Regions from separate parts of the Mus musculus genome. Here regions 1 and 2 are each linked to region 3. Evidence: chromatin contacts called from public Micro-C and promoter capture Hi-C data. All regions are on one chromosome and are shown on one strand. The core of a region is the stretch at or near the end of the contact, and the rest is flanking DNA. Distances in the headings are between cores, read along the strand shown.

Region 1 (4,814 bases), core at 1,962-4,461, 1.1 Mb before region 3:
GAATTGCAAGCCCCCATTGCTGCTCTCGGAGTAACTGTGGACCATCATAAACATAAGCTTTATTTCCCCAAGCATTAATATTTAATAAACTATAGATTGTGACCCATTAGAGAGTAGTGATTATGACCCATTAGTTTGGGGAGCACAGCCAGCATTTTAAAAATAAAAAGAGGGGAATCATAAAATAGAATAGAAACAAGAGTACTGCACTCAGTAAGGCTCAGCAGCGGAGGTTATGAGTCTTAGTGGAAGAGCACAGATTTCAAGCAAGACCCTCTGTGCTTGATTCCCAGCTCTGTATTCACAGACAGCTGGCTGGCTGTGGATCACTTCCTTTTAACCTTCCATAACTCAGCCTCTTCATCTGGACAAGCAGATGCAGTGATGGGAAGGCTGGGCCCAGAGTGCTCAAAGGATTATGTTAATTGGTAACAAAAGGCAGTGGAACGCTGTGTAGCAGGGTTGCTAAACTTTTGTCTTACATATTTATATGCACTGGATGTACTTGTACAGGGAGACACTTAGCAATGAGACCAAGAAATTGTGATAAAGGAAAAGAAGTTTTGAGGTAGGAAAAGTGGTTCATCAAGAAGAAAGGGAGCTAAGCTGGAGAGAATGTGATGGCTTGCATTAGAGGCCAGGCTCCAGACTCCTCCACAATTCCCAAGATGGTACTAGATTCTTCACCCACCACCTACCTACCTGTCTATTCCCCTCCCCCCACCTCCATCCCTCTCTCCCTCCCTAGGCTACTCTTCCTGTAGATATTTATCCTTCTGACATACGAGCATTGCAGCTCTGTGAGTGTCCCTTTAAACACCCCTCAGCTGTATCACATACACTTTGAAATGCCTGATTTTGCCTCTCTTTTGTTTGTGGCAAGTGTTTTCTGATTTGCCACTTGATTTTTGTTCTGTTCTGTGACAAACTGATGCTCTGAGTTTCCTTTTTATAAAACTAAATAAAATAACAAAATTAAATTCCAAATTAGCACAGAGAAAGAAATACTACAATTACAAGAAATGTTACAATAAGTGAAGAAGAACAAGAATCTGCAAGATGGAACAGTCAAAGAGACCATCAACCGAAAGTCATTTACAGCTGAAGCAAAAGCTGACAAACCTACACACACACACACACACACACACACACACACACACACACACATATGCACTCACCACTCATATGCACACACACTTACATGCCCACACACTAACACATACGCACTCACATACACATGCCCACATATACACACGTTCCCCCACACACACAAATACATAAGCGCACTTACATACACTCACACATACACATGTACATACACTCAATACATGCACATACACATGTACACACATGCATGCATGCACACCCAAACACATACATATATGCACACATATACATATGAATAAACACCTATGCACACATGTGCACACATGCAGCCTCTCTGGACCCTCCTATGCTTCCCTCATAAATGACCACACAAGTGGAATAGGAGGATACAGAATTTAAGAGAAAAGTCACTATTCAAGCCAATAAACAATTACTAATGCAGAAGTCCAAAATATGTGCCTACAAAGTCACTATACCAAGAGATAGGCTTAAGCACTGGAAGATTTTAGTGGTGACATTACCATAAACCTACCAAGACAGGAAAGTGATTAGAACCCGATTTAAGTATCTGAAGTACATTTTTAAGTGCAGAGGGGTACTATAGTGTATGCAATGTATCTTACATGTGTGTGCAAGACACCAATGTTAAGAAATAATCTTTAAAATCTGTGATTAAATCCACTGTTCCCAAGTCTTTCCCCAAACTGCGGTACCTCTTATTCTCGGGTGTGCTTTCTGGTGCTCCCCCCGCCCACACACACACAAGCATGGTGTTCTGGGTGACTGACTTTTTTGCCTGTCCTGGAGTTGGTGCCACAGCCCTCTTCATGGATTCAGTTGTATGTGGTGCCCCTCTTTGTTCCAAATGCTTTTCTTGCATATTGCTGTTTAGTAGGGATTTTAAAATTGTCACTGGGTCTTCAGTGAGGATTGCACCAAATTCCAATGTTATTCTCCAGTGTACTGCAAAACGTGAAGGGGGTTTTCCCATGTGTTTTTAATAGGTACATATTGCCAACAAAAAGTTTCCTCAGTTTCTACGTTTCTTAGACATTATGGGCTTTTAACATTTTAAAATAATTTTCTAATTTTTTCTGAGGTGATCATAAAGTTTGCTAAGATGATAATAAAATTACTAAATTTTCTAAAATTGGACTATATCCCTCAATTCTGGGGTAAAACCTACTTACATGGTGTAGCTTTGATTTGTTCTCTCTCTCTCTCTCTCTCTCTCTCTCTCTCTCTCTGTGTGTGTGTGTGTGTGTGTGTGTGTGTGTGTTTGTATGTATGTGTACATTTTCATCTAAATCATAGGGTTAACCTGTAATCTTTCTTTTCCTGCCCTACAATTTTATAGAAAACATTGGGAGGTTTAAATCAGATAATTATATGCCAAGCGTTGCGATCAGCATCTGTACATGAAAGACTATGGCTGTTGCTGTAATTAGGGCTGTGCGGCTGCTGTGCACAGCTGCATCTGCTTTTGTGCTCCTGCCTCATTCTTGATAAGGTTCGAAGCGACTTCTCTGTCTTTTATATAAGTAGCTGTTTGTTTTGTGAGATGCCCCCCACCTCCTTCTATTTTATTATCTTTCAGTTTACCCTTGATGTGTTCTCTTCTGCTCTGTCTTTGGTCTAATTTCATTGTGTCTGTTTCGTTATTTCTTTCTGTCACCCTGAGTTGGAAGTGCCTTCCTCGCTCGCTCGGAACGGCTGCTCCCTGTTTTCACAACACTCCTGTGGGAAGCTTCCTTCTGACCTGAGGACGCTTGCTTCTCAGGGATGTGATGTTTGGGCATCTTTAAAACCCCAAATATGTCAAGAGTCCATAAAAGGCTTCACTTTGAAGCAATGAATAAATTAGAGATTTGTTTATGCATTTGCAGACGAATGGTTTTTGTGTGTGCTTGCTCTCTGCTGCTTTCATTCAGTGGAAATGAGGGTTTGAGGAGGGAACCTTGGCTCAGATGATACACCGTGCATGATATAAGCTCATGAAATTTCCAGTGTAGCTAGTACAGCCAACTTTTATAAAAACAGTCTTGTACGTTTTAGAAATTAATCCATGTTGTACATTAATTTGCTGAACAGTTGGCAGACATAGCTTTTGGGATCCAGTCACCAGCTTGCTTGAGTCTGTTATTCCCTTCAGCCGGGTATGTGTTAGCCATGTAATTTTTCTTTTACTGTATCTGTAAGTTTCTGAGAGAAAATTCATTTCAATCACTTTGTCTTCATTGTCCTGTTGATTCTCTACATGTTGAAGCCGTTGCATCTGGTGCATTTTTTTCTGCCTGCCGTATTTCTCAGTGATCCATCCATTTATAGACCTCTGAGCCTTCTGCTCTTCTGATTGTTTTTCTGCTTGAATTCTGTTCTGTGTGCTGTTGATCGTGCTGCGAAGGCTGCCTGCTCGCCTCCTGTTAGCATTTTCAGTGTTGTTCAGGAACTAGAAAGAGACAACGCACTCCCTGCCTGCTCTCTATTTTATGTACAATTTTTTTTAAGTTTGAATTCAACATTGTTTTGTATTCTCAAAAATACCTTCTCCTTGTTTTACAACACTCTTGCTAATTACAAAACTTGATTTTAAATATTGTTAGTCCTGACTAGTAATTTTCTAGATATTCATGATAGCTGCCATAAGGTCAACATGCTATTTATGGCAAGTTATCTCTCCCAGACTCTGTCTTGGCAGAGGGTCAGAATGATCAGTGTCTGTGCTTTTCATTATTGCGCTTCTCACCGCTTTCTGGAAGTTTGATCCCTCATGCACGGGGCCTGCGAGGAGCATTCATCTATCTCTCTCTCTCTCTCTCTCTCTCTCTTTCTCTCTCTCCCTCTCTCTCTCTCTCTCTCTCTCTCTCTCTCTCTCTGTGTGTGTGTGTGTGTGTGTGTGTGTGTGATACTCATCTCTTTATAATGATAATCAAAGAAGGTTTACTCCAAATGCCTTATAACTCTGTCCTTAAGTCTGACAAGGGAAAGCACACCCTGAACTTACCTTTCATGTGGAAGAAAGTTAAAGGATGCTAATGAAAACTGTGTCATTGGTGAGGCAGTCACCTTAGAACCACAAAAATCAGTTCTGGAGTTGCCCTTGAGCATTGAGATGTAACCTGTCTTTTTACTCAATTTACCATAGGTTTGGTTTTTTTTTTTTCCATCTAAAAAATACAAAATGACAGTGGTAAAATGAGCCTACGCTCGTAATGAACTTAATTTTTCAAAAGGAAAAGGAAGAAGTAGGTTTAGCAGAGCCCCTGGGAAAGGGGACAGAGAGGCGGCTGAGGGAGCGAGGAGGTTCTGAAGAGGTGAGGTCTTGTTCAGTTTTCACAGCAAATGTCATCACCTCACTGAAGAAATGTCACACTATAAAAAAAATCAAAATGCAAGTTTTTCTATTTATTTTCATACTAAAGAGCATGAATAATGTTTGGCTGTCATTTTTTAAATTATGTACTTTTTCCTTTTGTGTTTTAAGGGTGTCACATTTCTCCTAAGTACTTGTCAACCGAAGAGCCTCATGTACATGTTTCCTGTCATCATTTTAATGCTTTTAAGTAATCCTAAGAAGTGTATGTTTGAGTGTGTGCATGACTGGGAGTGCATGTGCTAGTGTATGTGCGTGTGTTTAGAGGCAAAAACACAAGAACAGAAAGCTGGAAACCATAGGTGCAAAGAATCAACTGCTTTTCCTTTTACAG
Region 2 (4,300 bases), core at 548-3,047, 1.2 Mb after region 3:
ATATCAAGAAGCATGCATGCTAAAATGAGGATCAAAAGATAAGGTAATACAAAATTGTTCTAAATTATCATATAGAAATGAGCAGGGTAAATAAAATCAAAGACATAGAGGGAAATATGATATGATATAGTAGATATGATATGACATGGCAAACGTTTAATGGGCACGTGATGAGATGGCTTGTTATGATGGCTAGGGCAGAAAATGAGGAGACCCTTGAAGCATGTTGGACTTTCCAAGGAGTAACACGGAACAGCTGGCCCCTTTAACAGTGCTGTATGAGTCACTTTATGCCAGACTGTTAAGGAAAGAAACACTGGCTGGTGGAAAAAGAATGGTCTCTGAGATTAAGGACATGGTGCAAAGAGAGGCTTTCACTTACTATTTTTGGTAAATCATGAGTGAATTTGGCCTCCAACTTTTCATTCACAAGGTGAAGACATCAACCTTATTGGGTTACTATAAGGTTTATATAAGATAATGCATTCAAGTTACTAATTCTTGTATTGTAAATATTAATTAAATATTATCATCACTCCCTCCACATGTGGTCCTGGGAATGAAAATGTAAATGGAAGGAATTTATTTTTCTCTCTTTCCATTCTTCTTCTAGATAGACAACTTTCATGTCTTATCTTTTTCATGGACTTATCTTTGACCATCTCAGAAAGCCCTACTTCCCAGTGAGGACGGTGATGAGACAATAAAAACAGTCAGGCTTTCTAAAAGAAGATTATAGCAAGCCAGGGCTTGTCTGACTCAGCCCACCTTGGATGCTGTGTTCGAGTATTAAGGATTTGATTGGTAGTTCTTGGCTGTGAAAGTTTGAAAGATGAACCTGTAACTTAGCATCTCTCTGCCTTATTCTGACTTGCTATTACTCATTCATTTCATGTAAGCTCTGATGTAGTAGTCACCATCTGTGCCAGTGTGGAGGAAATGAAGTTGGGGGACTTCTTTTCACTTCTCAGACTAATCTTCATGGACTATCTGCCTAATTTGTGGTTTGAATGTGACTGAGATGTTTCTGCATTCCATGGTCTGCTTTGGTGCAAGCGTCTGTCCAAAAGTCCAACTATGCTTTTGAATCTTGACTTAGCCCATGCCCTAGTGTCTGACTTCCTCCTGTGTATTCCTTTATATATGACTGAGAGTAGCCCCTCATGGAACATGTTTATAACCATAGTGCATGAATGAGCTAGATGTATCTTCTCAACATAGCATCTTAAGAGCAATATCCTCAAAGCTCTTTCCTTGCCTGGGGCAGACTTTGGTGATTTTTCCATCTACCTCGAAACCCACCTGCTCAAGCACACAATATGCCATAGGTTGTTAAACATATCATTGGTGTCTATATCACAAGTGGCCTTGTAAATCCCTTCACAGGATGCAGTGGTCTTATTGTGTGAGTGATATGCTGGTAGAGATGTCTAGAACTTTTTGGGCTTCATACTAGCTCATCCATCCTTCTTAGAAATCACATAACATCTTCCATGATCTTTGGATCTTTCCTGCATCCAGGTCTGTACCACAGACTCCAAGGAACATCTTAGTGACATTTCAAGGAAACAGATTATCCAAGAGCATCCTTGTCATGGTATCATTTGGATCTCTAAACTTTAAAAGAGCAGCAGAACATTTTATTCTCTGATTCAGCAGAAACAAAAGAATCTGAATCTGTTTCCTGGAGAACAGCTCATTTTCAGTAGCTGCAAAGCCCTAGTCTGCTGCCTCCCCTTGGCTGGCCCTGACAGCTCCCCTTAAGCTCCGCCCCTTCTCTTTCAGCATCTTGCTTCAAGTCAATCCACCACGCAAAGAAGCTTTCAGGAACATCTGCACTCTCTCATGCGGGAAGACAAGCAGAGCGGACATCCTGCAGAAGGAAATACCAGTAAATAATAAAATACCAGGATCGACCTCTGTTGGGTGTCAACAGACGCTGCTCAGGGTTAAATGCGCAGAATCACAGATATGGCCCCATCCATGGAGTGAGCAATTGAAGTTGTTAATGCTGCAGAAAACTGCTGTATTGCTTCTCATGTCTCCAAATGGCAAGCTCTGGTGTACTGTGGCAGTGTCTGGATTTCATGGAGCAAGTGAAATATAAACATTTGCAGCAACTTTTCTTTCCAAAACACCTTGAAATTTCTTGTGAATCTTGGACTGTGGTGCAGTTGAATAAGAAAGCATTATGCTTTCAGTCACTATTAAGCATCTAATAAGTATCTGCAGAAAATCAATAGAGTTTGAAGTTAGAAACTTACCTGAGACGCCACCACGTGTAGGCACAAAGTACCTTTCTAGAAGGTGGAAATAAAATTAGTTTCACAGTCACCAACCAGAAGCCTAGTTATTGTCTTTGAATCCATAGACAATACCTGTGCTCTGAGGCGTGTGGATCCTTTCAAATCTCGGCATTCTGATTTTACCTAATCAGATGGAGTTACTGGATTGTGTCACCCTTTGGTTTGGATTGTACATGTTCATACTGAATGTAAGACTAATTAATATTGACTGGTCAATAATTGTTCTGGTATCCTTTAACATTTACAAAGAATGTAATGAGCAAATTTGTGCTAGTTATAAAATTCTTTTTTAAATATTTATTTTTTATTTCTTTTATTTATGTGTGTGTATCTTTATGTGCATATGTCATGTAAGAGTATGCAGAGAAGTCAGATGAGGACATCAAATCCCTTGCAACTAGAGTTACTGACACCTCACTACTAGACCTCCAAACAGGTCTGGAAACTGGTCTTCTGGAAGGGCAGCAAATGCTCTTAATTGCTGAGCCATCTCTGCAGCCCACTATATAATTCCTATAATATGTCAAAATCTACACAGAAAAAAGAAACAAACCATTATTGTTAATATTATTAATTAATTAATATTAATAATATAGATAAATGGTAGCTAATAAGAGGGCTCAGTGGTTGAGAGCACTGGCTGCTCTTCCAGGGTACTGAGTTCAATTCTCAGCAATCACACGGTGGCTCACAACCATCTATAAAGGAATCTGATGCCCTCTTCGGGTATGCAGATGTACATGTAGACAGAATACTCATACAATAAAGGAAGAACATAAATTAAAAATTATCTTAAAAATAATAGACAAACAATACCTGTTATCTATATTGTCCTTTTCCTATAATAATTAAGGTTTTTATTTTTATTTTGCCTTTTCTTTGTAAATTATGGAGGAAGGGTAGGTGCATGTTTCTCTAGATACCCATGGAGGCTGGACAGGGGCATAGGACCGCCTAAGGATGGAGTTAGAGATAGTTGTGTGACACCTGATATGCATGCTGTGAGTGGACCTCTGGTCCACTACAAAAGCATTACGCACTATTTTTTTCTTTTTTTTTGGGGGGGGGGTGCCAGACAGGGTTTCTCTGTGTAGCCCTAGCTGTCCTGGAACTCACTTTGTAGACCAGGCTGGCCTCGAACTCAGAAATCCACCTGCCTCTCCCTCCCGAGTGCTGGAATTAAAGGCGTGTGCCACCACTGCCTGGCACATTATGCACTCTTAACAGCTGAGCCATCTCTCCACTCAGTTAGCTGGTTGTCACTATCATTGTCATGCATGAAACAGCTAGATTACCACTCCAAGATGTCCTTTAAGGATCTGTGCCTCCTGACTCTTATGCAGAATCCTCCCATACTGTATCAAGACTGGTCACTAGCAATGGCTTATGACAGAAATGACAGGTGTCACTCAGGAGAAATACAGAAATAACTGTGGGTTCCAGTTTGTGTTCTGCGAGTCATCACTCAGTCTGGGGGTGCTGAGCTGTTGTATCCCTGTGACAGGCTCCACATGGCACCATACAGGTTTCCAGCCAGCATCTGGAACCAGGAACCAGGCTCTCCAGGCCCAGGTGGGAAGCCTGGAGAAGTTGTGGCCAGCTGGGGGGCCAACGGCTGGAGAAGCCGCTCCTGAGCCCCAGAGCTGAGCAGCCCGGGAGATGATACGTGCTTTTTATTTCATGCCTATGCCTTGTGCTGATGATTTGTTCAGTGAGGAAAATAAACTAAAGAATTCACATTTTTTAAGATTTGGCAAGAAAACTAACTTTTAAGGCTGATTTATCTGTGTATTGCTATATGTGAGTGGTTGTTTTCCACTTTCTTGTTTGATGTCCTGTTTGACGCTGTGTCTCAATCTTTTCAATGCTGCTCCATACATCTTTTGTGCATTATATACATCAGTGCTTAGTTTCCTAGCTCCCTATTAGTGAAATTATTAAATAAAATTCTAACCTTGGGAATCCTTTTGATATTCATTACCATATTTTCTCAG
Region 3 (4,538 bases), core at 824-3,323:
CTAGCCTGCTTATCATCTCCACCCCTGCTCAAAGCTTCACCTCTCCCTTTCAAGTTTTAAAATGGTTTTACAGAGTGGTTAAGGTGGTCGCTGATAAGTGAGGGTAACACAGAACACACTCACTGCCTCGGGAGGGCTTCTCTGAGGTTCCTGTCTACTTTATCTTTCACTATTTCCAGAAAGAGTCACATGTCCAAATTTCTACTCTGAGGTCAATTTGTGCTGGGACCCTCTCACCATTAAATGTTGTTATTCATTGCTCTGGAAATCTGCAGCATTAGTGAGACTAGCACTGGTAACTGAGCCCTCTTATGGTCTCAGGCTCTTCTTGTGCAAATATAAGCAGGCCAGGGGAATAGCAAGTGTGAATAATGGCTGTGCACTCGGGCAGGACCTGGTGCCAAGTTCGTGCTGATCAAGAATGAGAAACACTGCCCTTCTCCACTCTTTCTCCAGTGCCCTTGGACTGCTCAGTAAGATCCATCTTGGAACATGAATCTAGCTTCTTCTGTTCAAATTCCTCCGCGTCCTAGCACAGTGATCTCCCAAACCAGACCAGGAGTACCTGTGAGAGGGAACGCTCAGGCCCCACTCCAGGCATTCTGACTAGGGGAGTGGGCCCCCACTGCAAGCATTCTTAAGCCTTCTGTGTGACACTGATGCCCTAGAACCAAGTCCAATAGTCTGTTTCTGCTGCACAATTTTCTCATACTCTCCTTTCAGACCTCCTTCCTCTAAGGAGACTTGGTCTTCCAAACCTAGTACTTACTTTCCCAATTTCCCACATTCCAGATTTAACTGGTCTCATCTTTCCTCTTCTACAACATTTCTCCTCTGCTTAAATCCACTCTTCTCTTAAATCCTCTCCTGATGATCCTGGCTTTGGGGAAATCTTTCTTCTCTAAATCAAATTATTCTGAATACTAACTTAGGTGATACCCGGCTCACAGAGGGTGCTTGTTAACTCAACCCAACACCAATCACATTAAAACCAACGGGAGGATCACATAAAAATATAGATACTTGTTCCTTATTCCAGAAAACTCAGATCTCTGTAGAAGACCCGTGGCAATGAATGATTTTAAAGCACTGATTTTAAAGCAATGTTCAACACCTTTCTTACATACAGCAAGACTAAATGTCTACTTTTCCCACATGACATCAATCAGCTGGGGCAAATTCCAACCATTCACTTGCTCCATCCATTCCAAATATATTCTTATGACACCCTCACATTTTGTAATCACCATTTACGTTCCTCATGATTATATAACTTTCCATGTTTATAGTCTCTAATAGGAAACAAAGCCTTAAAAGAACCATCCTAATAAAAATACTATTTCCTTGAATATATTTACTTCGTCAAAGAACTTTCGAGACATTGTAGATAACCCTCCAAACGTTTTGTTTCTCCTGGAAATTGGTTTTCTACTAGCTTAGCCACTTTTTATAGTTTCTTTGTTCTCCAAAATATATGCAAGGGAACTGTTAAGAAAGGCGACAGTAAGAAACCCTTTTCTTAGGCTCTCCTTCATTTTTCAAATGAGAAACATATCTGAAGTTGGCATGTCTTCTGTGGAACGCTACCGGCGCGGTCGCGACGGTGTTTGGCAACCCAGACACCGCTTTGTGACTCCCAGTGAACCCTGCTTTATAACCTGCAAATCTGTATTCCTTCCCCTCTGAGGGGTCTGCTGCTCCCTTCCGCAGGCGGAGCTCCTTAGCACTGAACAGCCTCCGGGCCTGGCTCCTTCCGCGCTGCCCGAGACGAGCTCACAAACCGGCCCACGAGAACCTGACAGCAGCGACTGCGACGCCTTTCTTATGTAAGGAAAAAGCGCTCAGTCCCTTCCAGTCCTTCCTGCAGGCCCCACCACATCCACCCCGCCCCCGACTCAGCCACATCCTCCTCGGCTGCCCCCCGCGAGCCTCCAGGGGGCGCCCCCGACAGCGGGGCTGACCCCGGGCGGAGGACGCACCGCGGCCCCGACTCCTGGCCTCCGCGCGCACCGGGCCCCACACTCACCCTCGCGAGGCCGCGCAGCAGAGCACCGCCCCTTCCGCCCACTGCTCCCGCCCTGCTCGCTCCTTCCGCCGCCGGCGGCACGCAGGCGTAACGCGACGCCCCGCGCAGGCGCAGTCGCTTAGCGAAGGCTGTCCCGCGGCGGGCGCAGGCGCGGGTGGCGGGGTGTGCTTGGGCGGGAAGTGGGTGGTGAGGGCCGCTCTGGGCTCAGCGTTCCCCACCTGGAATGCGTCCTGGCTTCGGCTGGCCCGGCCCAACCCTCAGCGGCCGCGGTGCCCAGGCCCACTCCTTCCGCGCCTGGAAACGTGAGACGGGTCACTGAGGACGACGTAGGCAAACTTTGCAGAGCACGTTGCCACCTGTTGGAGTAGCCGCTCCAGCCCCAGTCGAAATGCACGGCCGAACAATGGCAGTTCTGAGTGGCTCAGGGGCCCACACTTTCTTTAAAACCGATGCACTCGTAGTAATATTTCTTATGCCCCACATCCAGAGGCCTGTGCTCACCACCTCAGCAGTGCCCGGGGAGGTTCGCCAGGCGTGGGCAGGCTCTCCCTTGAAAGCACCTGACCTGGTTCTACCTTGCACTGGGGCTGAATGGTAATTAATTTTTTTATTTGTGTTTTTGAGATAAGGTCTCTCTGGCCGACCTGGAACTCCCTAAAACCATGCTGGTTTACATACTACCTGGCTCTGCCTCACAAATGCTGGGGTTAAAGGTGGGCCCCACCGCGCCACACTGTAGCTAATTTAAAAAAAAAAAAATTACTGAAGTCATGAGACCTACAAATTTCAGGCAGTCCAGAAGGAAAGTGTGTGGAGACAGAGAAAGGTACGATAGTACGTTAAAAACAGGCAGCTTAAACAGCAGCGGTAAGTGCTCCTTTAACTCGTCCACCGTAAGTTTTAAATGTTTAAAAGCAAAGTTGTTGGGACTGGAGCTATGGCTCAGAGATTAACATTAACGTAAGAACATATTGGCTGCTCTTCAAAGGAGCCAGATTGGGTTCCCAGTGCCCACAGGGAGGTTCACAGCCATCCAGTTCCAAAGAAATCACTGCCCTCCTCTGGCCTCTGAGAACACCAGGCACACATGTAGAGCACATTCCTACTTGTAGATACATAAAAATATTTTTGAAAATTAAAAACCAGTGAAACTTTGTACCTAGCAATTATTAAAACATTTACAAAGAAGAAATACAAAATTCATGATACAGTAGTTTTCTTACAATCTGACCTTAACAAATGCTGCACCATGTCTAAGAGCACTGGGAAGGGTTTGGAAATGACCTCGTTATTACAAATATCATATTTAAGTCCATATATTAAGGCTTGGGAATTCACCAACCAACTTACGTAATGCATATAATCTTTTGGTTACTGCTCAGCGCTGTTTGCCATGGTATGTATAAGACTTGTGAGTCTTTGTAATCTGTCAGTTGTGACTTTTTAAATTTTCATTTCAACAAATTTGAGTAGCTGCCAGATACTGTTCAGGCTCCTGGAACGCCTGAGGCTGGCATGCTCAGTCCCTTTACAGCATGGCATCATATTTGCATATAACCTATTTCCATCTTTAATGTGTTTAAAGAACAGGGAGCCAGAGCAGGTGCTATAAGCCTCAGAGAATTGGAAATCACATCAGCTAGGCAACAGAGGGTCAGAATATGGATACTAATCAGATATGCCTTTGTTTCCTTCAAGGGAATTACATGGGAATCTCTTATTGTAATGCATGAACAGAGTAAGTACAGTCATCTATTTGTTTTCTATTACTGCCATAAAAGTTGGTACAAACTTAGCAATTTAAAAGAACAGAAATGTACTGTTTTCTGTAGGTCAGGGTGCAACTAACCCCCTGTGCTGAAGTCAGCTTGTCAGAGGACTTCATTCCTTTCTAGAATCTCAGAGAGAAGAGTGTTAGTTTGTTCTTTCTAGCTTCTAGAAGCCCCTGAGGTGCCTTGGTCTGTAGCCCCTTTCCTCTCCTTTCAAAGGCAGTAGCATCAGTAAAGAGGTCTTTAGTTTTTAGGATTGGTGTAACAAAATTGGGCCCACTTAGGATAATCTCACCATAGCAAGGTCCTTAATCATAGCTCCCACGTTCCTTTGCGTTTTGTAAGAAAATATATTCACAGGCTCTGGTGATGAAAGTGTGGAAATCTGTATTGGGGGAAGCTTTCCCTACCACACCTCTGGCCCCCAAAGAGTCATAATGTTCTTATGCAAAATTCATTCAGTCCTTGTTCCCAGAGGAACTGCATAGTTTCAAAGCATTACAACATCTAAGTCTAAAAAGATTAAATCATGTAAAATTTCTAAATTCAATAAGGGTGAGACTCTGGGTTTCTATCCAGGGCAAAATTATTTCCCATCTGGACCTAAGTGACTAGAAAATAAATTCTCTGCTCCCAAAGTACAAAAATAGTCATTGGAATAAGAGACAGAATTATAAGATGGTTAAAACTATCTCCTATAAAAAAGAGAAGCCAGAGTGGGGAAGCAACAGTCCCAAACAGCC

What was found. Promoter capture Hi-C pulls out the DNA fragments that hold promoters and counts their contacts. A called contact is a pair of places that touch in the nucleus more often than the background predicts.
Region 1: a contact with region 3 is called in a promoter capture Hi-C map of hippocampal neurons, with 14 times the contacts expected there. The contact joins the enhancer-like site here to the promoter of Mmaa in region 3. A contact is called at or near these places in 14 of 39 promoter capture datasets (the 3T3-L1 cell line, 3T3-L1-derived adipocytes, HPC-7-derived erythroid cells and 9 more), 13 of 484 Hi-C or Micro-C datasets (the 3T3-L1 cell line, the HPC-7 cell line, the N1E-115 cell line and 8 more) and 1 of 115 datasets of contacts at active chromatin or transcription factors (astrocytes).
Region 2: a contact with region 3 is called in a Micro-C map of granulosa cells, with 4 times the contacts expected there. The contact joins the enhancer-like site here to the promoter of Mmaa in region 3. A contact is called at or near these places in 12 of 39 promoter capture datasets (the 3T3-L1 cell line, 3T3-L1-derived adipocytes, the C10 cell line and 7 more), 13 of 484 Hi-C or Micro-C datasets (the 3T3-L1 cell line, 3T3-L1-derived adipocytes, the G1E-ER4 cell line and 10 more) and 2 of 115 datasets of contacts at active chromatin or transcription factors (astrocytes and large pre-B cells).

Annotation. Positions count from the first base shown.
Region 1 is chr8:78,230,515-78,235,328 of GRCm38.p6, forward strand. The region is part of intron 5 of Ttc29 (tetratricopeptide repeat domain 29); the gene reads left to right. Among named protein-coding and RNA genes, the nearest start is that of Ttc29, 20 kb to the left of the region's middle. Within about 2 kb of position 3,212, at least 7 of the 459 cell types and tissues checked have an H3K27ac peak or open chromatin away from gene starts, as enhancers often do. A contact at or near this core is called in hippocampal neurons, where this site is marked.
Region 2 is chr8:80,473,399-80,477,698 of GRCm38.p6, forward strand. No RefSeq gene overlaps it. Among named protein-coding and RNA genes, the nearest start is that of Gypa, 18 kb to the right of the region's middle. Within about 2 kb of position 1,798, at least 8 of the 459 cell types and tissues checked have an H3K27ac peak or open chromatin away from gene starts, as enhancers often do.
Region 3 is chr8:79,292,888-79,297,425 of GRCm38.p6, forward strand. It overlaps Mmaa (methylmalonic aciduria (cobalamin deficiency) type A), which reads right to left and starts at 2,074. Exons shown (of 7, transcript NM_133823.5): 1 at 2,027-2,074. Gm4890 (predicted gene 4890) reads left to right here and starts at 2,191. Exons shown (of 2, transcript NR_045823.1): 1 at 2,191-2,620.